3 separate regions of the Mus musculus genome follow, and all the other regions are linked to region 2. A link is a contact called in public Hi-C and HiChIP or PLAC-seq data. All regions are on one chromosome and are shown on one strand. The core of a region is the stretch at or near the end of the contact, and the rest is flanking DNA. Distances in the headings are between cores, read along the strand shown.

What was found. Hi-C and Micro-C count contacts between places; a contact is called where the count stands out from the background. HiChIP or PLAC-seq counts read pairs in DNA pulled down with a chosen protein or histone mark.
Region 1: a Hi-C map of bone marrow-derived macrophages shows a contact between it and region 2, with 21 read pairs. The contact joins two enhancer-like sites. A contact is called at or near these places in 3 of 39 promoter capture datasets (hippocampal neurons, liver and stem cell-derived epiblast-like cells), 3 of 484 Hi-C or Micro-C datasets (CD4 T cells, bone marrow-derived macrophages and regulatory T cells) and 8 of 115 datasets of contacts at active chromatin or transcription factors (astrocytes, embryonic forebrain, embryonic hindbrain and 5 more).
Region 3: an H3K27ac HiChIP or PLAC-seq map of epiblast stem cells shows a contact between it and region 2. The contact joins two enhancer-like sites. A contact is called at or near these places in 1 of 39 promoter capture datasets (neural stem cells), 1 of 484 Hi-C or Micro-C datasets (regulatory T cells) and 2 of 115 datasets of contacts at active chromatin or transcription factors (PVALB interneurons and epiblast stem cells).

The regions. Positions count from the first base shown.
Region 1 is chr11:60,089,304-60,094,151 of GRCm38.p6, forward strand. No RefSeq gene overlaps it. Among named protein-coding and RNA genes, the nearest start is that of Rai1, 13 kb to the right of the region's middle. Within about 2 kb of position 1,963, at least 65 of the 459 cell types and tissues checked have an H3K27ac peak or open chromatin away from gene starts, as enhancers often do. A contact at or near this core is called in bone marrow-derived macrophages, where this site is marked.
Region 2 is chr11:60,434,790-60,439,573 of GRCm38.p6, forward strand. It overlaps Gid4 (GID complex subunit 4, VID24 homolog), which reads left to right. Exons shown (of 6, transcript NM_025757.4): 4 at 1,559-1,660; 5 at 3,654-3,784. Among named protein-coding and RNA genes, the nearest start is that of Drg2, 17 kb to the right of the region's middle. Within about 2 kb of position 2,027, at least 52 of the 459 cell types and tissues checked have an H3K27ac peak or open chromatin away from gene starts, as enhancers often do. A contact at or near this core is called in bone marrow-derived macrophages and epiblast stem cells, where this site is marked.
Region 3 is chr11:60,125,258-60,129,853 of GRCm38.p6, forward strand. All of the region lies in intron 1 of Rai1 (retinoic acid induced 1), which reads left to right. Among named protein-coding and RNA genes, the nearest start is that of 4930412M03Rik, 12 kb to the left of the region's middle. Within about 2 kb of position 2,759, at least 66 of the 459 cell types and tissues checked have an H3K27ac peak or open chromatin away from gene starts, as enhancers often do. A contact at or near this core is called in epiblast stem cells, where this site is marked.

The DNA.
Region 1 (4,848 bases), core at 713-3,212, 350 kb before region 2:
GCATCTCTCTCTGCTCTCACTTGGCAGTCCCTATTTTTGTGTATGTGCTGGGTGTGCAGACTGTTACACATCTTGCAGTGTCATCCTGATGGCGTCCTTGCCAGATGAGTACTGTGGAGAACCACGTTTCCAGATGGTGAGACTGATGATGAAGCCTTGCTTGGGGTGACACAGTGGGTTGCCAGTGGTCTGTTGGGCCATGGAGAGTCCTCTTCCCATTATCTGCCCCGCATAGGAACCTGGATGTCTCATCCAGGGTCACGCTGCCTTCCTTCCACGCCATCACTCTGTGTACCCCATTCAACCAAGAGTAGCCAGGGTAGGGTAGCTCTGCCCTGTAAGCTCCCCATCCTGAGCGTCCGAGCGAGGGAAGGCTGTCGGAGCTGCTGTGGGAAAGACCAAAGATGAGGAGACTGCTGGCTCGGCTGACTTTGCAAAAAAATTTAATTTAATTTAAAAATATTCTTTGAGTTGCAACTAGTGTGCACGTGTGAATGTGTGTGTCTGTCTCTGTCTGTGTCTCTGTCTGTGTGTATCTATGTGTACCCATACACACACAAGCGAAGGAAGTTACTAGCTTCAGGCACAGTTGGATCCAGGCCTCTGGCCCCATGCATCTTTTTTTCTGGCTGTTGTCTGTGTTTGGACCAGCTTGCCTGCCCTGTGTAGTCCTCACATCCCCAGGCTCACAAGTCATTGGCTCAGGGCCACACAAAGCAAGATTGAATAATTGGGAAGTCCAAATGTAAGGAGTTCCAGCTAGGACCTCTGGGAAGTCTTGAGAATCAGTGGCCACTTAGAAACAGTGTGGTGTGGCTCCTCTGTGCTGAACACCGTCACCTTTGAGACATGGGGACTATGCTGTCCCTTACTGTGTAAATCCTGAGCATGTCACAAGTACTGACTCAGGAAAGCCTGTAGCAGCTCCATCCCAAGAGCTGGGAAACAGAGCTCTTGGGAAGGGCTACCTCTGACACGTCAGGACATTTCCCAAAATTAGTTGGTACAGAAGTTGACACAGGTGGCAACTTGCAGGAAGTCACAAGGTGAGCACTTGCCCGGACACATTGGAATCCAGGAACTGCTGTGGCTCTAAGGATTCCCTCTGCAGGGAAGGGCCTTTGGGAGCTTGCCTTCTAGGTCTGACCCTTATGTGGCCTATCTATAAAGCTAGAGACATGCCTGTTCTCATCTGTCTATTGTAGCAGGACACCCCTGAGCAACGGGATCCCTGGGTCGGGGGACCCTGCAGCCCCTCAGAACTTGGAGTGATGGAGTGATGTCACTAACAGTAGCTATACTTATCTGATGGGCCCCAAGATGTGGCTAGAGTGGACAAACGTCTACATTTTATTATTTTTAATTAATCAAAATGTAAATAGCCCCCACACGTGGCTAATGGTACCATATAGAGGGTGGAACCCTAGGGTCTAAATGAACACTTGATTTTAATTTCAGTTTTGCTCACTTTTTGCCCATTCCTATCCTCAAGTCAGTTTTGAGCAGGCCCAGCTACTTGCATTTCCTCTCTAAAGGACTTCTAGAAGTTTTTCACCTTCCAGGAAGAGGTGGCCACCAGGCCTAATCCAGCCTTGTCAGAAGAGGGTGTGGTCAGATAACCCCCAGGATATCTGTATTACTTGAGGTGAAGGATGGAACTTTTAAGGGCCAAGATTCAGTTTCCCACTAACAAATAGGGATGACAGGAGGTTCCTTAGAGCAGGGCATAGGTTGATTTAAAGAGAATAAGGGTGTTCTTGGTATGTCTGAGCTTTCTGTTAAGGATATACCGGGTAGCCCCACTCCTGTTCCCCACTTCTGTGCCCAGAGCCCATGTGCAGCCACACACAGGTCACCTCTTTAGTGCCTGGCCCAGCAGCTCGGATCACAGCATACTCCGGGCCACAGATCCTACCACTTCCCTTTCCTGTGCCGTTCCAGATGACTCCCACGGTCTGAGTCCCCACTGCTCTGCAAGAACTAATGGCCCACACTCACCCTGCCTACTCACATGCCCCAGCTGTGGGAGGAGTCCAGGATAGTAGGCAAGAAATTCTAAAATGAAGGAGTTTGTGTAGGTGTTCTTGTTTCTAACTTTCCCTGGCTGCTGAGAAAACTCTGCATTTGGTGTTTTATAGCAGGAGATTCGTTCCCTCACAGTCACGAAGAGCAGGAACACAAGGTTGGTGTCGAGGGACAGAAACCAATGTGGCAGCAGCAGGGCCTTGCTCCTGGCAGAGACTCCGAGTTAACTTGTGCTGGCCACGCCCAGTTTCTGCTTCCTACCCAGTGTTCCTTGCCCATGGCTGTCTCATTCCCAATCCTGCCCAGGCAGCCACGTGGCCTCCTGTGTGCCAAGCTTCCTTCTGCCCTTCTCTCCCCTTCATCCCCCTCTATTGTTTGTTTGTCTGTGTATCCATACATACTCCATGACTACAAACCCTGCAGTCTCGTTTCCCACATCTGGGTGACCTCGAGGGCAACACGGTGGACAAGGCTCACCCTGAGGACATTGTCTTTGTGCTCATGGTGTCCCCTGCCAGGTAAGCGTTCTGCTCTCCTTCTGAGACACCGTCTCCCTCTGAAGCCCAAACGGTCTTGAGCTCAATTCTGCCTATGATTCTGCTGCTGTTCCCAGGGTGCCGACACCACACGTCTGTGTCTCTGTACCCTGCTGCCTGTCTCTTATGAAGTCCCTAGAATAACATTCGGGAGCCTCCAAACCTCAAGATTCATCCCTGTCTCAAGACCCTTAATCATGTCTTCAAAGACCTGATGCAGAAGGAGACATCTCTGGGCTCAGGCATGGCTGCTTCTTGTTTTTTAGGCCTGTGGCTATGAACAACATAAGGGAGGACTCTGGATCTTACATTGGATCTTACATAGCCGTCTCCCTGTACTCTCTGTAGCTGTGATCGGATAACCCAGGGAGGCATATACAGCAAAAGACCTCAGGGACTCCATGACCACAACAGCATAGATTCATGAGTCTGTGGTCCCAGGCCTGTAAGAGCTCCCAGATGTATGAGGTTTCAGAGAAATAAGGGACTGAGACAAGGTCCAGAGGGGACCGTGCAGAGTCCTAAGAGTCTCCTCTCCTCTGCCCTTTGTTAGTCTTCTATCGATGTGATGAGACACCATGACAAAGACCATCTATAGAAGAAAGGGTTTGAGCTTACAGTTCAGGGGGGCTTAGATTTCATGATTCCCAAAGTGGCACAGCTGCGGGGGCAGGGCGTTGAGGACACACACCTTGTACCACAGGCAGGAGGCAGAGAGAGTGAACTGGGGGATAGCACAAGGCAATAAAACCTCAAAAGCCACCCCCAGGGACACACTTCCTGCAACAAGACCACACCTCCTGAGCCATCCCAAACAGCATCAGCAACTTGGAGACTACGTGTTCAAATGTCTGAGACTCTGGGGACCATCTCACTCAAACCAATGTGGCCTTCCTTGGCACATCAGAAAACCAGAGCTGGCCGAGTCCTCTGTGCTGCTTCTCTTTGAACAACACCACCAGGCAGTTCTCATTAGTGCCGCTGTGCTAGAGGGTCGAGGTGTCTGCTCAGATAAGTGGAGTGACAAATTCCAGTCACATAGCAAGAGCTGGCAGCAAGGGAGCCTCTTGGGTTGACTCAAGCACTCACTTTCTTGGGGCCTTAGGCTAGGAGCCCCCCACCCCCCACCCCTGGAGGAAGTGCAGGAAGATAGAGGCTGAGAGCTAAATGAACTGGTTAGGTTCCTTCTGGCTTCAAGAAGAAAATGCCTTGCGGTGCATTCTGATTTGGTTTCTTCTCGCAGGTACAGGACAAACTCTAGCACTGTATGTCCTCAACCACGGGAGTTTAGCAGGGAATGTCCTAGCTAAGTTCCACATTCATACTACTAATATCGCTTAAGGGCTGCCTCAACCCCAGCCTCCCTTTGTCTACCTCCCTCCTATCTACTCCCCCAGGGATGAGCAGGGTGGGGAATCTGAGTGGCTGAGGGCACCCATATTACTAGAAATGTAAGAATGGGGTAGGGCCCTGAATAGGAGCCTGGGGGGGTGCCATTCTTGCCTCTGATGGTGGCTGTCTCTGAGCCAGCCTGGGCATACCTGGGTCTCCAGCAGTTAGACAGGCTGGTACTGCCTCATGCAGGCTCAATGCCAGTCACTGGGCTGTGAGACCTGGGCAGTGCCCTGTGCCTATTCTCATCACACTTAGGGAAATCTTATGCATTCAACTGTCCAACTACATTTGAAAGTTAAAGCTTTTCAGAGGCAAGTCTCTCACCCCAGCCAGACCATTTCTATGCCTGCATGACCCAGTCCCACCCTGGCCCCATGTCTGTTGTCTCCACAGGAGTCAGTTAGCACCAGGAAGTTCTGACGGTGGGTGGGGGCCCGGATGCCAGGAGGGCCAAGATCTTCACTCAGCCGGAGCTAGGGCCGTCACTGCAGCCACCCAGGCCTTTCCTGACCCTTTTTGTCCTTGTCACCCCCATCCCCACTGCAGCTCCATAGACCCCTTCCTGCTCCTCACGCACCCGTGTCCTGGGACCTCTTGTGGACATGCTATCCCCAGCTTTGATCTGAGTGCATTCCCGGCTCACAGCTCACCGCTGCTGGCTGCCTGCTTGTCCTCCCTCTCCTCAGCATCTCCCAACAGATACAATCATCCGCAGCCATTCATTCATCTGTTTTGTCTGTCTCCCCCACTGCTGACTCCATTAGAGTGTCGGCTCCCTGAAGGAATAGTGCTTTTTGCTTTGATTATTGTATCTCCACCTAGGCATCCACTGCAGAATACGTTTCGAACAAAGGTGGCCCAAGGACAGGAATGCAGCTGACCCATCCAAATG
Region 2 (4,784 bases), core at 777-3,276:
AAAGGCATGTGCCACCACACCTGGTGTCTCTCTCTCTCTCTCTCTCTCTCTAAGTTACGTTATTAAGTTACGTTATTAGCCTGTTCCAGTTGCTACCTGAATATCTGGCACAAGCCTCATGTCTAACCATAAGAACCAGCTTTCCTTAACCACTTTTCTCTATTGGACAGGCACTCTTTCAATTTGTTGTCTAGGCAGTCCTTGAACTTGGATTACTCCTGTCTCAGCCTCCCATGTGCTGCAATTATGTATGTCTACTACCATGCCTAGCTCTGGACATGCTGTTACAGAGTGTCCCAGAATGACTCTTCTTTGCTTTTGTTTGGTTGGTTCTTTGCGTTTTGTTTTAGATTTATTATTTTATGTGTCTTGAATGTTTTGCCTGCATGTATGTGTGTGGGTGCTGGGAACCAAACCTGGGTCTTTGCTTATGCAAGAGCAAAAATTTCCTTAACCACTGAGTCAACTCTCTAGTCCTATTCATTTTATGTCTGCAGATAGATAAGTAGATAGATAGACAGTGTATAGGTTCCTTGTAGGAGGGTGTGGCTATGCATGTACATAGAGCCAGAGGTCGACACCAGATATCTTCCTCTATAGTTCTGCACATTTTTTTGAGGCAGTCTCTCTCTAAACTGAGAGCAACTCTAGCATTGTAGGTGTATACATCCTTCCTGGCTTTTATGTGGGCATTAGGGATCTAAGCTCAAGGTACTTTACCAACTGAGCCATCTCCTCAGTCCCTTTGTTTGTGTTTGTCTTTTGTTTGGGTAAAACAGAACTTCTCTGTTGCCCTGGCTGGTATAGAACTTACTATGTAGACCAAACTAATCTTGAACTCAGGAATCCTCTTGACTCCACCTCCCACGTATACTAGAATTAAAAGTACATACTACCAGCCAGGTGTAGTAGCGCACGCCTTTAATCCAGCACTTGGGAGGCAGAGGCAGGCGGTTCTCTGAGTTCCACGCCAGCCAGGAACCAAAAAAAAAAAAAAAAGAAAGAAAGAAAAGAAAAAAGGAAAGTCACATACTCCCTTGTCCAACACCATTTTGTTTTGTAAGCTATGTATTCTAGGCTGGCGTTGAATCCCTGTGTAGCTGAACATAACACTGTGCTCTTGATCCTCCTATCTCCAGCCTTCCCAGTGCTGGGACTTACCTTGACAGTCCTCGCCCATCCGTATTTTTGTTTTGTTGTGTTTGAGACAGGGTCTCATTATGTAGTTCTGGCTGGCCTGGAACTATGTAGACAAGGTAGGCCTTGAACTCAGAGAGATCTCTACTTCCTGAGGTTTGGGATTAAAGGTGTGTGCCACCATGCCCAGCGCCACTCTATATTTCTTTGCTGAAGTCCCACTAGTCCATTTTTACTTTATATGTTCTGATGGGGTACTCTAGAACTGTGCCCATTCTCACCCTTTAGACCTTATCCACTGGCTGTGTTTACTGGGCACACAATCAAGTAGCTCTTTGTCCATCTAGCTGTCCTCTCATGAGCTCAGACACCCACCTTTCCTTGTATGGATCACTGAGACTCTTCTTTCTGTTGTTTTTAGGGCAAGTTTCTGGCTTTTTATCAGTATGCAAAATCATTTAATTCAGACGACTTTGATTATGAAGAACTGAAAAATGGGGATTATGTCTTCATGAGGTGGAAGGTAAGATTCTGCCCAGGCCATCTCCCGAAACACCCATATGCCAGATTCTAGAGCACCCACACACACTTCTTCTTGCAGGTTATGCCCTCCCCACAGGGACCCTCCATGCTGGTTGCTTAATGCCGTGTCTTCATGACAGGGTACCTACATACTTGTAAGCACCAGTGGTGTGGTAGCTGCAGAGCACACCTTAGTAAACTGGTTATGCTGTTTAGTGGGCAGCAGGCATATTTATGCCAGTAGGCACCGCTGACCAGTATCCTCTTTTTTCACCCAAGAATCCTGTGAGCCTCCAGGCTGAGTCATCCAAGTGTTCTGGGGACTCAGGGAAACTGCTTGAACCTAGTCATCACTGCGTCCTGTTCCTGCCAGGAGCTTAAATGTCATCAGAATGACTGCTCTCCAACCACATCCTCTACCAAGGGCTTCTGCTTCCCACAGCTCAGGAAATGAGGAGCCAGGAGTGGAGCATGAGCCCTTGACTCCCTCTAGGGTTTCAATGGATTGGTCTTTGCCTGAGAGTCCTATGCCTCTCGTGGCAATATGCTGTCTACAACCACATGAATGCAAGTCCACGTAGCATCTCCAGTCCCCATTGTCTGATAAATAAAGGAGACAGAAAGCTACTTCAATATGACAGTATATTACAGTGTTCATAAAGATCAGGCAGCTAGGGCTGGAGAGACGACTCAGCGGTTAAGAGCACTGACTGCTCTTCCAGAGGTCCTGAGTTCAATTCCCAGAAACTACATGCTGGCTCATAACCATCTATAATGGGATCTGATGCCCTCTACTGGTGTGTTTGAAGTCAGCTACAGAGTACTCATGTACATAAAATAAATAAAATTAAAAGAAAAAAGAAACAAAAAAGGTCAGGCAGGTAAAGTACCATTTGCTTGCTGTCTGTGCTTTGTGACTGATCATTTTGGATATGGGCTATCATTTTTTCACTAGACAGTCACTGGATAGCTCACAGCGAGCTTCCCTCTCTAGTCCCTCTGCCATCCAATGTGTATTAGCTCACTCTGTTATCCAGCACCTGCTGAGCCTCCTGCCTCAGCCTTCTCTACAGTGGGAAACATACCAACAAATCCTTGAAAGCACCAGCTCTGATTTTTAGATTATTATTTTTTCCTGTGCTGAGGAAGTAACTCAGGGTTTTCACATGCTAGGCAAATGTTCTACTACTAAGCTAGACCTCAGCCCTAAATTAAACTTTAAAATGATATTTGAAGGTTGAAAAAGGGAGAAAAGAGTGTCCATTAAAAAAAAAAATACTGGAGAAGATGGAGAGTGTTTGTGGTAGAGCATTTGTCTAGCACGCACAAAGTCCTGAGTTTCATCCCAGCATTGAAAATTAAATAAAAAGTTTGTTAAAGCAGTGGATTTGTCTCCAGATAATTTCTCTTTTGTCCGGTCACCTGACGCCCTGGGCTTCTGACTCTGTCTCCCAGAGACCAGGAGCAAGGGCATAGCCTTTCACTGCTTGTTGCCAGTTTAGATGGCAGATGCCTGTCTTTGTGGCACAAATGGTGCTGTTTCTTGGCTTTGGTGAGGTATCATGGGCATTCTTAATTCAGTCTGACCAGAAACTCCAGTAGATGTGCTTACCTCATTGTTAGAGGCAATCAAAACCCAGTGACAGGTCCTGGGAACCAGAACTGAAATTTATTCTTTCTAGGTTATTCTGTCAATGGTCTCCAAGAGGTACCAGGTGGGTAGGCAAGTAGGCAGGAAAGTAGTATGGATTGGTCGGTTAGATCCAGAGCTATGTTTCTGTGGGCTTACCACAGTAGGTAGGATACTGCAGTAACCGTGAACACCACCCCCAAACCAGGCAGAAACCCAGCAGTTGAATAGGACCATGTGATCATGGTTTTTTGTCTTGTTTGGGGGCTTTTGTTATTAATTGTTTTGTTTCTAGCAGTCTTTAGAACTCTCTGGTGTCTTACTGGAAAGGGAAGGTCTTGACTGGTCCCATATCTGTGTGCAGGAGCAGTTCCTAGTCCCGGACCACACAATCAAAGACATCAGCGGTGCTTCCTTTGCTGGTTTCTATTACATCTGCTTTCAGAAGTCAGCAGCCTCCATAGAGGGCTACTACTACCATCGGAGCTCAGAATGGTAAGGACCTGTGGCCAGTACTACCTCAGACATTGGCCTCAACTCCAGCTGTCACATCTGGAAGGAGATTCTCCCAGTCTACTTCTGTCCAAATCTTGTACTCTTTGTGTGTGTTGAGGTCATTTAGATGGTTTCACATTGAAAAGGGACTCTTTCCTATCTAGAGAGTGAACTGAAAAGTGGTTATTATGTAAAGATATAGTCTCTAAATACTGTAAAATTTTTTAGACTTTTTATTTAATGTGTATGCATGTTTTTCCTGTATGTATATATGCATACCACATGTGTACCTGGTGCCTAAAGAGATTGAAGAGGACATTGGATCCCCAAGAGCTAGAGTTATGAATGGTTGTGAGCCACCATGTGGGTGCTGAGATTCAGGTCTGGATCTTCTTCTATCTGACTCTCCAGCCCCATTTCTCTCTCTCTCTCTCTCTCTCTCTCTCTCTCTCTCTCCCTCTGTGTGTGTGTGTGTGTGTGTGTGTATGTGAGAGACAGACAGACAGACTCACACAGACACATAAACACGCTCTCTTACAAACACACTAGAGGTAGAACCTCATGCTTGTTATGTGGGATGCAAACCAAGGCCTTGTACATGCTAGTATGTAAGTAACTATTCTATCACTAAGCAGCACCCAGTATATACTTTCAGGCAGTGTTGCATTTTCAGGAATGATTACCTCAATCCTGATAATATATATTCCTCATAAATTTACCAGTAAATTAATGTTATCTCTTACAGACAATGTGACTTTTTAGTTACACCCTGGCACTGCCTCTCATGCACTTGATCTTGGGCTGATGAATGAGGGGGCCATGAGAGTTCACCTTCCTACCTTATGCTGCAGACCCTCTGAGTCCCTTTGTCTGTGTGGAACGAGTCTCTGAGGCAGGTGGACAAGGCGTCAGCGGGTGACAGACAGACCAACATTCGAGATTGTGTAGAATCTGAATGTAATGTCACAAAGTGAACACCAATCTTATATAGTACAGAAAA
Region 3 (4,596 bases), core at 1,509-4,008, 310 kb before region 2:
ATGCTTGCAATCAAGTACTTTAATCATTAACAGATCTTCTTAACCCCAAGTGTCTTAATCCTCCCCCCACTGTTGTGACGAACTGTCTGACAAAAACAATTTAAGGGAGAAAAAGTTTAATCTGACTCACTGTTCATGACTCCCCTACCGTGAACCTGGTCACATCCTATCCACAGATAAGGATTAGAAAGCAGCATGATAGCACACACCTAAATCAGAGGCGGGCTGATTTCTGTGAGTTCAAGGCCAGCCTGGTCTCCATAGAGAGTTCTAGAGCAACCAGGGCTTCAAAGTGAGGATCCCTGCCCAGGAAACCTCACCTACAATTAGGATGGCTTTTTCTGTACGAGTTAGCCTAGTGAAGATAATCAATCTCTCCAGGCTTGCCCGAGGCCCACCTCCCACATGATTCTAGAGCCTGTCCTCTTGACAGTGAACATTGTCTGTCTCACTAGTCTCACATTCTACCCTAGGCTAGCTCACACTGCAGTCTCCGCCTCAGTCTCCTGGGTGCTGGCATTAAGGATGAGTCACTGCACTTGACTCGTGAAGACTGAACCCAGGGCCTCTAACAGCTAGAGAAACACTGCACCACCCAACAGCAACCCCAGCCCGTTTTCCCTTTTATTTCTTTGTTTTGTTTCGTTTTGTGACAGGATCTCACTATGTAACTCTGGCTGTCCTGAAACTCACTATGTAGACCAGGCTTGCCTCAAACTCATAGAGATCCACTTGCTTTTTGCCTTCTGAGTACTGGGAATAAAGGCATTCACCATTATACTTGATTCTTTCTTGAGTTTTCATTTGAGATGATCTCACTCTGTAGCCCAGGCTGGGCTTCCATTTGTGATCCTCCTGCCCTGGTCTCCTAAGTGCAGGAGGCACCAGACTATTATTGGGTCTGGCCAGTAAAGATGGGGCTAAGTGACAGATAATAGGCTGAAGGGGACTTTGGTCTTTATTTAGTTCATGGGTTGTGGAGCACCAGTGCCCTGAGTTGAAGGCAAGGAGAGCATGCTGAGGTAGAAGATAAGGTAGCAGGCTGGGCCAGGGCCAGTGTGGAAAACCAGTGGAGAAGATCTCTGTATGCATAGTGACCTGGGTGAATGTAGATTCAGAGAGCCACGGGCCTAAGCAATGTCCTGGCTGACATCAGGGTGTGGGCCAGTCCTTATTTGGGAGGCTTATGCTGAGAAGATGGGTATATATTCCTCTCTAGTTCCTTTTCTTCATCTCAGGAGTCATCAAAGGCCACCTCAGAATAAGGCTTGAAGTAGCAGTTGTGTTTCACTCACAAATCAGATAGATACTTGTGGACCTATGGCCTACTGCATGGGGCAGGATGTACTCTGTGGCCTGGTAGAGTTTCTGACAGGGTAGAGGGGACACCATGAGGTGGATGGTGAGCAAGTCAGTTGAACGTAGTCCAGAGCATGTCAGAGGAACAGAAGTAGAAATAAAAGTGAGAACAGAGAGGGGCTCAGGGACAGCATGGCATTTGTAGGTTGAAATTAGGGAGCCAGAGAAGGAATGCGGAGATAGCAGCAGGTGAGCTGAGATTCCGTGCAAGACGTACAGTGGAGGTGGTGGGGAGCAACAGTGGAAGGAAGGCTCTGTGGTAGGAGTCTGCTTTGTTAATTGCAGTTTTGAGAACAGTAAGGGACAGCTTGGCCAGAAAGGAGTGAGAATGTTGAGCTGTCTGGGGACCTCCAGGTTGCCTGGGGGCTTTCTGTGATGCAGGTCATTAGAGATTCTGGAGGCTATAGGTTGGGTCCCCAACAACATCTCCAAGAAATATGCTTGGGTGCCCCAGGCTTCTTAGGCCTGGCTCTTCCTACTTCATTCAGGGCAAGAGCCATGAGCAGAAGGGTATGGTGGGGGTGAGGGGTGGGGGGTGCAGACTAGCTCCCAGCCAGTTCCCACACTCCCACAACCTGGGATCACCATGTGACAGCACTGCCTGCTAATGGAGGGCCTGTGTATTAGCACCCTGCTAAGAAGCCCTGAGCAGGTGGTGGCTGATATGCCTCAGGGGAACAGACCAGACTCAAAGAACAGAGACTGCCTGGTCTCTTGTCCTTGAGAAAGATACTCCTCCCACTCCTTTCCTAAGGAAAGGCTGGACTGCCTGAGTCTAGCCACACCTGACCAGTGAGCCCCTTGAGCAGATTTGCCCTTTCATGTCAGAGGTAGGGAAACCGGGCTAAGAAGGTGGACACAGGCTGCTTTGAAGATACAAGGGCAACACTGGCCTCATCACAAACAGAGCAGAGCCCCTTTAGAAACTGTGCAGCTAGTAGGCATAGACCTGTGTGGTCATTTTCTCAAGAGACCCAGGTCTCCTAGGTCACTGGGCAAGTTCCCTGCTCAGTGGCCAGCCAGGACGGAGGGAAGTTGCATATGCCTTTGATTAAAGGCAGAGGCCAGTGGATCTCTGTGATTTTCAGGTCATCCTGGTCTACATAAGTGAGTTCCAAGCCAGCTAGGGCTACTTAGTATGACTCTGTCTTTTTTCAAACAAACAAACAAGCAAACAAACAGACAAACAAACAGACAAACAAACAAACACCCCAAACCAAACCAAACCAACAACAAAAACCCAGCTTGCTGCTCTAGCTCTCCCAGGGGGCCCTTGTGTGCATGGAGGGAGGAGGGGTCTTATTTCCTTCTCCATCTTCCCGCCCCCTCCCCAGATCCCTTCTCTTCATCACACGGTTTGTTTGGAGAATGACTCACAGGAATGCAGCAAAATCCTGACTGTGGTATACTGGAAACCTCTCTGGGGGAAACAAGGATGGGGGAGGGGCCTGAGAGGCCTGGGACAGGGAGCCCTGGGCTGAAAGGAGGCCCTCCTACCCTATAATGAGTAGAGCTCATCTGGGCTCCAGCCCCTGTCCTGGTCTGGTTCCCCACTGCCACACATTTCCAGGTTAAGCATCTTTGTACCTGATGCATAGTACGGGACTAACAAGCACCCATAGGCATCTTGTGTGAACCAAATCAGACCCTTCCTCCCTCCTAGCCCCTATGTAGATGTAACTGATTCCCACACAGCTAAGAGCTGCAGCTAGGCTCTGCCAGAGGTCAGGCTGGGATGGAGGGGACCTGTAATCCACCCTCTCTTATTGAGCACACACAGAACCATGGTTCTCAGGCCTAACCCTTGAAACCATGGGATGATGAGTGACTGCTACTTGTGGCCGAAGAGCTTAGTATTCCTGGAAAGGCACAGCAGTTGGAGGGCATATAGGACTGGAGAATGGGGCTAGTGGGCTACATCAGGCAGCAGTAGCAATAGGGGAAACATGGGTTTCCCTGAAATTCACTGTCTCCCAGGCTGCCCTTTGAAGGCCTGCTGATGGTGGTCTTGTAGGTGTATAGCCCCGTGTGATCACATCCATGCTTTCTATAGAAATGACATTTGGACTTTATGTGACCTCTCCTGACTCAAAAAGGCCATCTTAACTAATAATGCAGATTGTGGCTGGAGCTGCATGTGTCTGCAGGAGCAGGACTGTCGGGGTCAGTGTCTTCATGCTTGGATTTTTCATGGGCGTCTATTGTGTTGCATATTTTATTGGAAACTCCAGTTACCTAGCTGAGCTGCAACTCTGTGCTAAGGTGCTAAGGACATCAGTGAGTGGGATAGTGCTCCCTAGGACTTCCTATCATAGGATAGTGCTCCCTAGGACTTCCTATCATAGGATAGTGCTCCCTAGGACTTCCTATCATAGGATAGTGCTCCCTAGGACTTCCATTTCAGCTGGAGAGAAGGCAGCAGACAAATGTGTTGAGTGGTGAGTGATGGAAAGAAAAAGAAAGCAGACCTGTAAAAGCAGAGCAGTTACAAGGGTGCTCCAGGAGAAGGGGAGCCAGCACAAAGACCCTGAGAGGTTACACGGGTGTGCATGAGGCGCCACAAGGAGGCCAGTGTGGCCAGAGCAGGGGGACTGACCGAGAATGGGAAGAGGGGAGGCAAGTGGACTTAGAATGTCATTCCAAGTTCAGTATTTGTACGTGAGCACCCTACATGCAGATTACTTAGCACATAAGGGAGCCTGCTTTTAAGTTTTATGAGAGATGGGGAGCCAGGCAGTGGTGGCACTTGCCTTTAATCCCAGCACTTGGGAGGCAGGCTGATCTTTGGGTTCTAGGCCAGCTAGGGATTGATTCATAGTGAGATTCTGTCTCAAACATCTCCAGTCAACCAACCAGCCAGTGCTGGATGTGAAAGGCCATAGAAATGTCTGGGAAAACAGGATAGGATGGTTGTACTTGTGACCTCATAGCAGCCTTGGTGGCCTGCATAATACCTCCACAAGATCAAGCCAGTTATTACTCTAGTATGGAAGGGGAAGAACTTAGGAGCCCTCAATCCCAACTGAGGAGATACTGACAGTGGCTCCAGGAGAAAGGAGACTGAGTTTTCTTTAAGGGTCACCCAAGCTCCAGTGTATGGCTCCACATCTATGAGTATATATGGCCAGCACACATTTGCCTATTTAAAAACAATAACAACCCACCGAGTACTGGTAATGAGTCAGAAGGATAGGGAGGATTCTTAGAATTAAGAGGATAAATGGGATGGATATGATT